Linked DNA regions of Mus musculus: regions 1 and 3 are each linked to region 2. A link is a contact called in public HiChIP or PLAC-seq and promoter capture Hi-C data. All regions are on one chromosome and are shown on one strand. The core of a region is the stretch at or near the end of the contact, and the rest is flanking DNA. Distances in the headings are between cores, read along the strand shown. Region 1 overlaps Antxr1 (anthrax toxin receptor 1). Region 2 holds the start of Gkn3 (gastrokine 3). Region 3 overlaps Antxr1 (anthrax toxin receptor 1).

Evidence for each region. Promoter capture Hi-C pulls out the DNA fragments that hold promoters and counts their contacts. HiChIP or PLAC-seq counts read pairs in DNA pulled down with a chosen protein or histone mark.
Region 1: a contact with region 2 is called in an HNF4G HiChIP or PLAC-seq map of pancreatic cancer cells. The contact joins the enhancer-like site here to the promoter of Gkn3 in region 2. A contact is called at or near these places in 9 of 39 promoter capture datasets (the HPC-7 cell line, HPC-7-derived erythroid cells, embryonic stem cells and 6 more), 1 of 15 datasets of contacts at CTCF or cohesin (the NIH/3T3 cell line), 1 of 484 Hi-C or Micro-C datasets (nephron progenitors) and 5 of 115 datasets of contacts at active chromatin or transcription factors (T-cell acute lymphoblastic leukemia, bone marrow-derived macrophages, effector CD8 T cells and 2 more).
Region 3: a promoter capture Hi-C map of embryonic stem cells shows a contact between it and region 2, with 4 times the contacts expected there. The contact joins the enhancer-like site here to the promoter of Gkn3 in region 2. A contact is called at or near these places in 2 of 39 promoter capture datasets (the 3T3-L1 cell line and embryonic stem cells), 1 of 15 datasets of contacts at CTCF or cohesin (the NIH/3T3 cell line), 2 of 484 Hi-C or Micro-C datasets (cerebral cortex and embryonic stem cells) and 1 of 9 other capture datasets (embryonic stem cells).

What each region holds. Positions count from the first base shown.
Region 1 is chr6:87,150,158-87,154,131 of GRCm38.p6, reverse strand. The region is part of intron 17 of Antxr1 (anthrax toxin receptor 1); the gene reads left to right. Among named protein-coding and RNA genes, the nearest start is that of D6Ertd527e, 47 kb to the right of the region's middle. Within about 2 kb of position 1,526, at least 175 of the 459 cell types and tissues checked have an H3K27ac peak or open chromatin away from gene starts, as enhancers often do. A contact at or near this core is called in the HPC-7 cell line, T-cell acute lymphoblastic leukemia, bone marrow-derived macrophages and 5 more, where this site is marked.
Region 2 is chr6:87,386,378-87,390,343 of GRCm38.p6, reverse strand. Gkn3 (gastrokine 3) reads left to right here and starts at 1,409. Exons shown (of 6, transcript NM_026860.1): 1 at 1,409-1,550; 2 at 2,928-2,981; 3 at 3,159-3,293. The coding sequence starts at 1,509.
Region 3 is chr6:87,188,540-87,192,968 of GRCm38.p6, reverse strand. It overlaps Antxr1 (anthrax toxin receptor 1), which reads left to right. Exons shown (of 18, transcript NM_054041.2): 15 at 4,138-4,233. Among named protein-coding and RNA genes, the nearest start is that of Gm38851, 32 kb to the left of the region's middle. Within about 2 kb of position 3,013, at least 93 of the 459 cell types and tissues checked have an H3K27ac peak or open chromatin away from gene starts, as enhancers often do. A contact at or near this core is called in the NIH/3T3 cell line, where this site is marked.

The sequences.
Region 1 (3,974 bases), core at 277-2,776, 240 kb after region 2:
TTTGTTGATTTGTTTACCAGGCATGGCAGTGTGCACCCAGAACCCCAGCTCTGGGGATGTGGAAACAGGCAGATCCCTGAGGCCACCTGGAGAGCCAACCCCGCTGAGTCAGCAAACTCCAGGTTCAGTGAGAAGCCCTGTCTCAAAAGTCAAGGTAGAGAACAACTGAGGAAGTCACTTGGGACTGACCACGGCCTCTGTGCACACACAGAGATTGCTGAATCCCATCTGGACTCAGGTTGTGCCTAATAAAGAAGCAGCAGTCATACGACTCTCCCTCCCTTGAGAGCTGTACCCTGAAACCGCAAACCTGGCTTGTTCTGCATCCAAGTGCCCACTGCCCCACCATCAGCTCAGGTGCTCTACACAGGCAAGCGGGACTATGGGATGTGCTGGACAGCTGTGGGGCAATGCTCAGACTCATGCAACACCTAGCTCCGATCCCACACAGCTGCTGTCTCAATTCCCCAAAACATATGCCTGGGGCTGCTGGCACCTTTAAAAACATCACTTTTCCAGGCCAGGAAGATGGCTCAGACCATGTGAGAACCACCCAACCAGCCCTCCGTGCTCTCTATACCTTCATCTCTTTGCCTGTCCCGTCCTCAAATCCCTTTCCACAGACGTTTACCAACACTGGATGTGACGGCCCTCAAAGCCCATGGCACAGCTTTAAAAAGTATAGATAAGTACTCTGATAATCCTTCACTCCTCAGTGGCCATATCTAGGGACTTCCCCTTGCTAACGTGCCGGCATCTTAAGAACATCTCAGTATGAGAACCTAAAGGACTCCTCAATTTTTAACTGTGAAACTTGGGAGTAGTCTGAACACGCCATCTGTGTAGGGCCCAGAACAGGGTGTCAGATCTCAAGACAAGATGTCTGAGGGTCCCCCACACCCACAACCGTGTCTGCTTTCATCGTCGTGACAAACACTTCAGAAAGCTACCTTAAAAGAGGAAGTTCGCTATGGCTCACCCTTTCAGAAGTTTCAGCCTCAGTTTGGCTGGTCCCACTGCCTGGGTAGAATACTGCGAGCACGTGACAGAGAAGGCTGCACTCCTCATAAACAGTGAGATAGGAAGAGACAGGACGGAGGTGGGGCGTGAGCTGAGCAGAGGCACACAGAGGTGACGTTAAACCCCAGGTCCCTCTGCAGCGCCACGGCCTCCTTCCTCAGCTCCCCAGTCAGCCTACTAACGGAACACGGGGAGGTGCCTGGTACTGTTCCAGAAGCTTCTTCCAGACCATATACTACAACAAAGTGCTGAGCTTTGAAAGAGGGGGGCACTAGAAAACACAAAGGCACCAGGTGGAAATGGCTGCAGCCACAAGAAGACAAGGCTTCTGGGCCCAGGGCCATCACTTCTCACAGCTGCGTTCCTCTGCCTCCTACCCAGCCACATCTGTCAGCCACATCTGTCAGCCTCGGGAACCTCTTCCTTAGTTAAATGGGAGGGGTCAGCGACCACAGCCTCAGAGGGGACACTGAGCCAAACCGCTGCCGTTCACAGCGGGGTCCTCCAGGGCTGAGCAACCTGGGTCTTAGTAAGCATGAGGTCACCTTTCCTCTCCCAGGAGTCTCAGGGTTATTTGAGTTCATGACTGAATTCACTCCAGGGCTGGTCTCCGAGAAAGGCCCTATGAGGCCCAGCTCTATCGCTAGCCATTGTGAGTCAGAGACCCGTGGAAGGCCGATCACTTGAAGGCTGCGGAGTTGACCATCAAGGCAGGAGTACACACAGGCCACTCTTGTCCCACAGCTCTCCTCAGTTCATTGGAAGAGGAAAGTGTGGGAGTCACAGCAGTGAGCAGAAAACATGGGAAAGCAGAGAAGTGAGTAGAGTAGCCAGAGCCTGGTTAGGCACCCAAAATGGCGTTTGCCCTGCTGGTAAGGCATTGTACAATCAGGAGGGACCAGGCGATGCCACCCATTTAGGCACATTCATTTAAAGTATCCCGTCTCAAAATTGTGTTCAGGCCTCCAGTAGGCTCCAGTGTCCTTCCTTATTATGAAACCAGGTACAGCTGAGCCTGAGGTGAGCCTGGGTCAGAATACAGACCAGCGGCATTTCTTTGATGCAGGAGACACCAGCCGAGATTCTTCCTAAGTCCAGTCCTTAGGAACAAATAGGCTTTGTTAGGGCTGGGCACCCAGCTCAGCAGCAGCAGCAGCCTCGCCCAACATGCCCATGGCTTCAGCTCCACTACCCACCCACTGCCACCCAGGTTGTTTTTAATTTAGGAATTATCAAGACTATTTATACCCTACCCTCTCTAATAGGTTTAAGGCAGGTCTTTCTTTTAAAGATTCTTTCTGAAATCTAACTAGGAGTGTTATGAGTGATTTCTCCCCAGATCATACAGAACATCAGCCTGGCCCAGCCCGCGTATCTTAGAGCTGATGAGGTCTCTCCTGAACCACAGAAATGAGGCTGGTCGGTACCAGGGCACTGCAGGCCTGGCTGTACAGGGTTTCATAATGAGGAAGGATATTGGAGCCTAGTGGAGGCCTGAAAACAATTTTGAGGTTGGATCACTTAAATTAATGCTCCTAAATGAATCCCAGATTCTCGGGGCTATAAATTTTCCATTTCTCTGACCGTACAACTGCAGATGTCATCTGAGAGCCTCCAGGGCTCCGGAGAACTGTCCGCCTTTGGTTTCAGTTTAGGAGGCAGGCAGGGTCACGGTGAGCCTCACCTGAGAACAGCAGGACATCCAGTTACCTAGCGGAAATTAAGAGGCACCCCCAAAGCTCTGCCTAACCCCGGGATGTCACCGCGAGAGCCTGCCGTAGCCTCTAGATACTTAGTCCTGTGGCCTCTCCTTTGCAATTAAACTTTTTCTTTAGGATTGCCTTTCTTGAATTATATAATTTTGGATCACCCATCAGCTGATCCAGCAAAAACTCAATAAATCCAAACAAGGTGTTCAGTATGGTCTCCCCATGTGGGCAAAGGCCCAGAGGCCTTCAGCCTTATCATCCCACCAACCCCTAGGAGTGGTCCTTATCCCAAGACCGGAAGGAGAGGTCACGCGCTTCACTTTGTTGTGGTGGTGGTGGTTGTTGTTGTGGTTATGGTTGTTGTTGTTGTTGTTATGGTTGTTGTTGTTTGGTTTTGGTTTTGTTTCTTTTTCTGCTCTTCATTTTTAAGACACAAGCTAGACCTGCACATATCTCTTCTGTTTCATTTCCATTGCTGCAAAGGAGGCCATGAGTCTGGTCGCCATTTTCTCCCCCCTGATCCACCTTGTCTGAGGCAGGCTGGGAAACGTGGTCATGTGCCCGGGGCAACTCAGTCTCCACTGTTGAAGAGAAAAGGGACAAGAAACAGTAGATAGTTGACTTCCAGGAGCTCCCTCGCCAAATGCCAACCTGTTAGGGCCTTTGTCCTTCATTGTGCGAATCTGAGGGGAAGACACAGAGTCTGTACGGAAGCTGCTCACTGGCAACTGTATGCAAGTCACACAGACAGAAGTGAGGGCGTGGTTAAATTGTTATTATCTCTACTTTAGGGAAACACACTTTAAATGTCTATAGGCATAGAGAAAGAAGTTATCCTAAAGACAACATTCCTCACATTGTGAGAAGGAGGGGGAGGAGGACGAGGAGGGAGAGGAGGAGGAGGAGGAAATCACTGCCCTTTCAGATGTGAGACTACACATGAGAGCAGAAGCAGATTTGAGCTATGCACGGGATGAACCATAATTTTGTAATTCTACATTTTCATGTCCAAGCTAAATAATGCTCTTGGCAAAGCAATTTGAGTTTGTCTCTGGCACTAACTTTTTAAGGCAATACCTCAACACAAATAAAATAATATATAGAAACACTGCACTAATGAGGGGTCTAAGTTAGAGGTCCTCAACTGGACCCCAGAGGAAGCCAGGAGAAATGTCTGAGACAGAGGGCAGAAGATGAGAGAAGGAAGACCAAGCAAAAACCACTCACCCCGGCTCAGGCATCCAC
Region 2 (3,966 bases), core at 160-2,659:
CCATTGAATGGCTTCTGCTCCCCACTTGAAGAGAGACTCCAACGAAATTAGTTGTTCACACAGTAACCCTTAAACACAGAAGACCTTGGGTGGTGGCATAGAATTAGAACCTTTGCCCTTTTTGATCTGCAGCTGAATATAAATTAACTCTAAAGGACATTGTGGTTGGAAGGAAATACATACAGTTTGATCCTTTGAAGTCCAGAAATTCGAACTCACATTTTAGCTGTGCAGTCATAGTACTGGCTAGTGCAGAGGTAGGAGTTGAATGTGATTGGCACCATTAATCTGTCTTCATTTGCAAAATGGTTAACAGCGCAGTTCCTCCCAACCCACACCACTGGCACTACAAAGCTGAAATCATGACTGTGGTATTGGCCTATAAGTTCTATTTATAAGGCACATATAAACACATGTAGTTATATTTCCTTGTAATCTTCTGTAATCTGTTTTGCTGACACAGTGGTGGCTGAGTATGTGGGCCGTGTGTTGTTTTTTATAAAGTATCAGGAACACTGCAGATGGGATTATGGTGTTATCTCAACCCTGAGTGACCTGGCAGTTTCCAAAGCCTAGCTATTTGCTCTTCCCATAGCCAAATTGCACCGAGCCCAGTCAGGGCTGAGCTGCCTGCCTGCCTTCCTTGCTCTGATCACGTTGATGCCCAGGGTCATCTCTGTAATCCTCCTCTTGAAAGAAATGTCTGACTCTAGGGAATTGAATTTCATCCAGACGTCTGGGGCGCCACCAATCAGAGCTTGAAAAAACAAGTGTGTGAAAGCCCTTGAATTGGTGCTACTGTGTGAGGGTCAGAGTTCCTCATGTCTCAGTAGTTCTGCAGCAAGTCAAAGGTTTTGTTTGGTTTGGTTTGGTTTGATTTGGTAGAAAAACTACCCTGAAATGAAGAGGCAAACCAGAAAATCCACATTAGTGGGACCAAGCATCAGAGAGTTCACTGGGACCTGAGCTACGTCAGACAGAGAGGGCATTGAAGAAATGAATAGAGATGAAGTTGGTGGAGGCAGAGGGTGCAGAGCAAACTGTGTGATCTGTGTTTGGATGAGGAAGGGACAAGACTGTTTGCCAATCAATAATCTTGTAAATCAGTTTGTCTCTTGGGTTTTATGAGGTTTCTTCGACCCGCTCTCACTGTTAGGAAAAGAATACTTTTCAGAAATCAAGAAGTTCAAGTGTGATCCCCTTGATTTTGTATCAGCAGCTTATAAGTCCTTACACAGTGGCTCTGGGGTCAGGAGTACACGAGCCACAAAGACCTATTCTTATCCAGTGTTTGCCTTGGAACCTGCCGAGCTATTGAGAGAAAGAAAAACACTCGGATCTAGTAAAAGGAAATGATAACCGTAATTACATAACTAGCTTTCCCCCTAATGGTTTCTGGATCGTAGATAACCAGTCCCTGAGCCCCTTATCATAGTGAGACCTGAGAGGCTGAAGTCTATATAAACTAGACTTGGGAAATGAACGGATCATAGAAAATTGTATTATGCATGCCGTTGCATTCGCTGGAGAGAGACAACATGAGACGCCTTGTGAGTACATCTTTAACTTTGAATGTGGAGCATATATATATCCCAGTCAGACCAGCCAAGGAGGTCTGGATCCTCCCTGCCCCAGGAACTGTTCAAATCAACCCAGGCAGAATTTTCAAACGATGATTGGGTGTGCAATCTTCTGTTGGCACTTCTGTTTTGGAGAATCTGAAGGAAGGGTGTCCTCTAATGGAATCAATAACTAATTTCTTAAAAGTCAAGACTCTTTGGAGGCCAGGTAGATACTCATATGCTGGAGTCTTGTCTGCAGTGGTTTTCCGTATTTACAAATTGCCAGTGGGGAATAGCTTAGATGCATGTGGGGCCAGCTGGGATAGAGTGCTTTTTGTCCCTCTGGCTTTTTTAAGACAAGGCCTCATTCTGTAGTCCAGGCTACTTTGACTCGCTGTGGCTTGTCTCAGACTTTCCAAATCCTCCATCTAAGTCTCCTGGGTGCTGGCATTCAAGGCAGGCACGACCACATCCAGCTTTCACTAAAGCAGCTTCACCCTCTGCAGCTCTGTGTCTATGGCAGCTGCGCTGCACTGCACTGTGGTGATGATAACACTGTAGAATAGCCGCTTCCTTTGACTTTCAGGGGCCCCGTTTGTTACTGAAGCCAGATGCCGACTTTTCATGGATGTTAAGAGAAGGGAGGACCCTGCCAGTCCCACTTGTCATGATGGGTGCACTTGAGCTGGGCCAGCCTCAAGTACACAAGAAACTATGGCTAGCTTAACCCAGCCCCCTATTCTTTTATTAATGTCTGCTGCAGAAAACTCCCTTGATGGGCAGAGCACACCACATAGAGGAACTGAACAACTTAAATATTTTAAGGCCTAGGTACATTCTAACATAATTTCCCCCAAAATAGTATGCAAATAACAGTGAGTAGCTTTCTTCTTAGGCAAGGTAAGAGAATTCAGAGGAAAGGAAGCCTGGAGGGTGTCAGTTTCCAGGGGGGATGGAGGGTGGGCAGAGGCGGAATAGGGCTGACTGTGAGATTTGGGGTTTGGATCAAGAGCTGGAGTAGAGGATGTGCCCAGCCCTGGAAGTAGAGAGGTAGCACAAAAAGGAAGAGTGGGAGGCCTGAGCTATAGTGGTCCAGGCTGATCCTACCCTGTCAGGTTGGCTAAATCTATCCCAGTGATTGACAGTAGAAGCCACATAGGAGTGTCCTTGAGTGACTGACAAAACCTTGCCTCCTGAGCAGCAGGCACACCCTGTGTGAACACAGTAAGCTATAGTGTCCTGACACACCTGGGAACTCTGCAGGGATGGAGGGAGGTGAAAGCTGTGGACCCCAGCAAGGCAGCCCTGGAGTCTAAGCTCATCAGAGGCCAAGGACTAAGCACAGTGACCTTTGTTCCATTTCAGATTGCGCCTTCCATTCTTGTGACTGTCTTTCTAGTTCCAGCTCTGGCGCTGACGGTGAGTATGGTGGAGAGGGTCCAGTCTACCTATGTCTTTTAGCAGAAACATTTCAAAGATAATACCCAGGGGTATTATTCCTGTAGTTTCTCATGGATTCCCCCTTAACCCTGCACAGGATGAGCAGATAGACACTTGGGGCCACTGGCTTTACTCATTGTTGATTGCTCCTTCTAGAACACTAGCGACAGTTATCCTCTGGATGGCTCTGTGGGGACCCAGACCATCCATGTCGATGCCCTCAGAGGTGTGGTCAGCATCCGAGACAACAGCGTTCAGAGTGAATGGGATGGAGTCATGGACTACAAGAACGTAAGATGTGAAACGCACTTATTACAAGGACAAGAGAGCTCTTAGGTCTGCTCCAAATGGAAGCCTTTTCACTGTCTTCCTCAGGGACTGGGGTGTGCTATAGAAGTTGGTTTGTCTTCTAATGTTGACTTCTAAAGGAATGCGGCTATGAATCACCACCTCCTTCAGTAACGAGGCCCCTTAGGATGACACATAACCAGGAAGAGTAACCCTGTGACTTAGCCGAACTCTTTAATAAAATCTTCTGTGACCGCGGAGAATATTTTTCTGTTTAGCGTGCCTCGGTTGCCAAATCTGCAAAACAACTCCAGCAGCTGCCTCTCCTACCTAGTGGGACTTTAAAGGATGGAACGAAGTCACCACCCAGCCTCCCCACTCAGCCCTTTGCCACCCAGGTCCTCCTCACTCTGTCACATTCTCTCCAGCACACTGGAAGACTCAGAATAGACACAAGGTGTCCTCTCCACTCTCCCCGCGTCCGCTAGGTTATCTTCCCCTAACGCCTTCTCTCTCTTCACCTCCCTGACTCTTAACTTCCCAAGGAGATTCCCTGAATCCTCCCGGACTACAGATTGCCTCTAATGGATGCTATGAGAAGCCAAGTAAAAAAAAAAAATTCCTCAGGGAAACATTCCACAGTAGGCCACTAGGTGGCGCAAGGAAGGCAGAATTA
Region 3 (4,429 bases), core at 1,764-4,263, 200 kb after region 2:
AGGAAAAGGCTCCAAGCCTATATTGTATCTGAGCCCATTAAAATGTATAAGTAGGTGTACTAGAGAGGATATTTGCTAGGCATTTGGGGCTATCCAGACAACAGTAAGGGGAAAATAACAAAATAGCCATTTTGTACTGTTTCATCTAGTCATTCAACAGCCTGAGAATAAAGCCACACTGCTTTAACTCCATTTTATAAGTGAAAAAATGGGATATAATAAGGTCTAAGGTAGGCATGAGAGTCAACTCTTCATCCCTGTGCTGACAAGACACCCGAGACAGGAGAGCTAAACAGGAAGAGACGATGGCTTAGTGTCAGTTACACGCTGCAGTCACACAGCACTCTGCTGCAGTGCCAACAGCACATCACAATGGAAGCCCCTGGCTAAGGACATGGCCGGGAAGCAGAGTGACAGGGAGGGATCAGGGCCACATTATTCCTCCACAGACACACCCCAGATGATTTAACTTCCTCCCCGTCGGCCTCCCACCTAAAGATTTGCCTCCATTCAGCCATGCCACGAGCTGGAAACCACAGCTTTAACACATGGCTTTGGGGGGCACTTACCACATTCAAATTGTTGGCAATATTTCACCTAGAATTACACAGTTTTTATGTGATAGGAATAAGATTGAACTTGAACCTGAGGGGGAAACATAGTGCAGTCCTTTCTCAACTGAACCCTCTTGGTCAACACTGGATCCTCCAATCTTAGGGACCCCCTGTTCCTAAATGGAGGGGGTCACCCCACCTAGACCCAGGAAGCCTGGACAAAGCCCACGACAGCCTCTCTTAACACTGGCATGAAGGTGGCCACCTAGCTCTGCCCCTGTTCCAGGCCCCAGTGCCCATGTGTTCTCCGTTGCTCTCTCCAGCTCCACATCTGCTGGCCTGTCTTCTTTCATACTTCATCACCTTGGAGCTGTAGAACCAACTGTGTCCTTAGATGTGTGTGGGGAGGCAAGAGGCAGGCAAGGAGGCCTGAGAATGGAACTGTCTGTGGGCTGGTAGTTCTTATCCAAAGGCAGAGAGAGGGATGGGTGCTTGCCAGAGGCATCGATGACGGGCAAACTCCGCTGAACAGCACACGGCTGTCAATGGTGAACAAGTGAGAGATTGTTAGATAGGAAAACCAAGCCTATCTAACAATCTCTCACATGTTCAAAGTGGTATAGCTTACCAGGGCCCTTCTCCCCAGTGACATCATACAAATTATGTTCTCTCAAGCATGTGCATGCAAACAGAAGTTCTGACACAGACTAGAGTTCAGTAGTCGACATTACAGTACCTTTTTGAAAAAAGAACTCCTGAGAAGATAAATATACTGTTGACCACTGAAGAACACAGGAGAGTCACGTGTTGACCTTCATTACTGGGTGGAGACAGAAGAAACCATGCTGTGCCATGCTAAACGTAACTCGGGAAAAGGGGAAATTTAAACCTTTCGTGGTTGTATTTACGAACAGAAGTCTTGCCAAACTATTCAGGCCTACCTATGAATTTACAGACGAGAGAGACCCCGTAGCTTATTTCAAAGGCCAGAAGAAACATTGTGGTGGCGTCTACTTCCTCAGCCCTCCAGCCCGGGCACTTCTGCTGCGTTGGTCTTCCTTCATGTCATCAGACCCACAAAGCTTACTCCTCTGTAAATATGAACAGCTGCCTTCTCCCTAACACTGTGGGCATGGGGGCTCCACCACAGTGGCTGGAGGGGATGAAGGCAAGGACACTCAAGTGGCTCTTGTTTGGGGGTCACACAGGGTTTATCATCTGGGTTCAAGATGTTTGGGGTTCTATAATAAAGTTAGTTGGAAGGCATGGGCTGGATTCTGCTTCCAGCATGTTCTCCCTCTGGTCTTCACAGTGAGCTAGGGAATGAAGTTCCCCTTGGTACAATCTATTCATCTGGTTCTTCCAGTGTGTGGATATCAGAAAAGCAAGAACAGCACAAAGCTTTGATCAATAGAGGTGAATGTAAGAAGCTTTGAGAAAGGAGGCTAAATTCTCTGGGGAACTGGGACTCCACATAGGGTAGGGAACTTATGAAATGTCTGGGATAATGGATAGCAATCATGGGTGGTGAGGCTTCTCCAGGCACAGAGACCCCTGCACATTGCAACATGGGACTGTAGTGCCAAAGCTGGCAACGCTGGGAGAGCAAGGGCAGCATGGGATCTCAGGCTTCCTGGGAAAGCTCGGCTCGGTCTTCCTGAAGACAAACATGCCCCAATGGGCCTCTGCCACCTGGGGGATGTGCTGCCTTGGTGTTGCCCAAATGTCAGTCCACTGACGCCTGGGCCACCACATCCTTTGAGATTTAAGCATGACTTCCCCTGATGGGAAACCAGACTCCAGCCCCAGCTGAGCACCTCCTCACACTGATGACATCTCTCGATGCTCCTGGGTCCTCTGGATTTGCTGGATGGCATCTGTGCCTACCCTCCCCTCCCCCTCCCCCACAAGGCTTTCCTCTTGAGGGTCTGACCTAAGTAGGAGACTGGAGGGCAGCACTGAGTGGCTGTGGATATAGCTGGCTCTCCCACACAGCCATCCATACTCCCTGCCATGTCCTGTGGGTGCTCTGACAGATTGTGGTGGCTCAGCCCACTCTTTTCTGCCTGTCCCCTGCTGATTTCCCACAAGGCCCTGGTTCCTGCTACTTGATCCTGTGAAAGAGTTTAGCCCAGCTAATCCTTACCTCCAGGAACTATGGAGGTTACCAAAGTTTCTTTACCAAAAAAGAAAAAAACATCCGTGCTAGAGGTTCCCCCTCCTGGATACATCTCTGAAGGTGACTGGGGAAATACCTTCCAGAAGTCTCTTTTCTTTAACTAGATGTAGAACTGCACTCTCTGAGACTGTTGGCTGTCAGAGAGCATGTGCTGAGCCCTGTGAGTTTACTCCACCAACTTTTTGGCCAAGTGAAAAAACACATCAAAGGTTCTCTCAGCTCTCCCTGGGATTGTGCAACCCTACAGGCTCTGGTGTATAAACAGAGTCATGCTTACCGCAGGGAAACGCTGACTCTCTCCCTTTGCTCAGACCTTGGGCTGACTGTTGACTTTTGTGGCTGGTGCTTGAGTTTGGAGGGGAAGCTCAGGTCAGGGACTAACATGAGGCTTGGTGGAGCTGAGCGTATGTCTAAGCATTTCCTGTTGTGAGTCTACACTGGGGGCAAGGGCAGTACCCATCTCTGGATGGCCTGTCTTCCTTTCCCAGGGCCCCACACACATGAGAGAGGAAAAGTAGAGAGGGATGCCTGGAGTGTGACAGGAGGCCAGGGAAGGACAGAGATTAGAATTTTGTGTGTCATATACATAAGTATTCAGAGTGTTTCCAAATTTGGGAAAAGTGGCGGAGGGGAGATGTGAATTAGATTCTTATGCTAAGGGGTGGGCCACCCACCAGATGGAGCATCGAGACATCAAATCAGAATGTCGCCTCCACTGCTCTGAATCTGACAGCTACAAAACCGCTGGAGTAGTTGGTGTCCAATGTTTGTACTCCCGAAACTACCAAATGAAGACAGTCATAAAACTCTTCCTAGCGCTGACCTTCTATAACATGATACCCAAGGCTGGAAGATTTATAAAGAAAACAAAACTAATTTCTTACACTTCTGGGAAGCCCAAGGGCCAGGGGTCTGCGTCTCATGGGGCCTTTTCGTGCTTCGTCTAGGGCGGAAGCAGAAGGACAAGAAGGTTTAGCAAAGGAGAGCAACCAAGCCCCAGCTCCATCGCCACTGCTCACTTAGAACAAAGCCAATAATGCACTTTGTGAGGACACAGCCCCCAGACCCAGTCACCTCCTGTGACTTATAACCACCTTATAACATGGTTACATTAGAAACTTAGAACTCAGGCTGAGAGTTCAGTGTCACATTCAAACAACACCCTGCTGTACAGGATAGGACCTGCTCCCCAGGGCTGTCCACAGACCGTTTAATACCCACTCCATGCATCAGGGCAATGCACTCAGAGAGGCTGTGTGAGCTCCGAAGGCAATGAGCATGGAGACTAAACCGTGTGGTCTGAAACTGTATGTTCTGACTACCAACTTGCTCCTGTCCACCCTACCAGAATGGACACACACAACCTCAGGGGCTTTGTCTTCATGTGTCACAATTTCTCGGCAGGAAGAAGACGATGATGGTTTGCCAAAGAAGAAATGGCCCACAGTAGATGCCTCTTATTATGGTGGACGCGGTGTGGGAGGCATTAAAAGAATGGAGGTAAGAGGTCCACCATCGCACAACTTTCTGTGTGCCAGTTACCTGGTGATAGAAACCCAGAGCAAACACTGGCAGTCCATTTTTGAGGTTAGAGGAGGTGTGACTTATGAGATACAGAGATGGGGAGGCGGAAGGGTACAGCTATTTAACTGCATGCCTGCATCTTGCCCATCTCCAGTTGGATGAGGCCATCTGC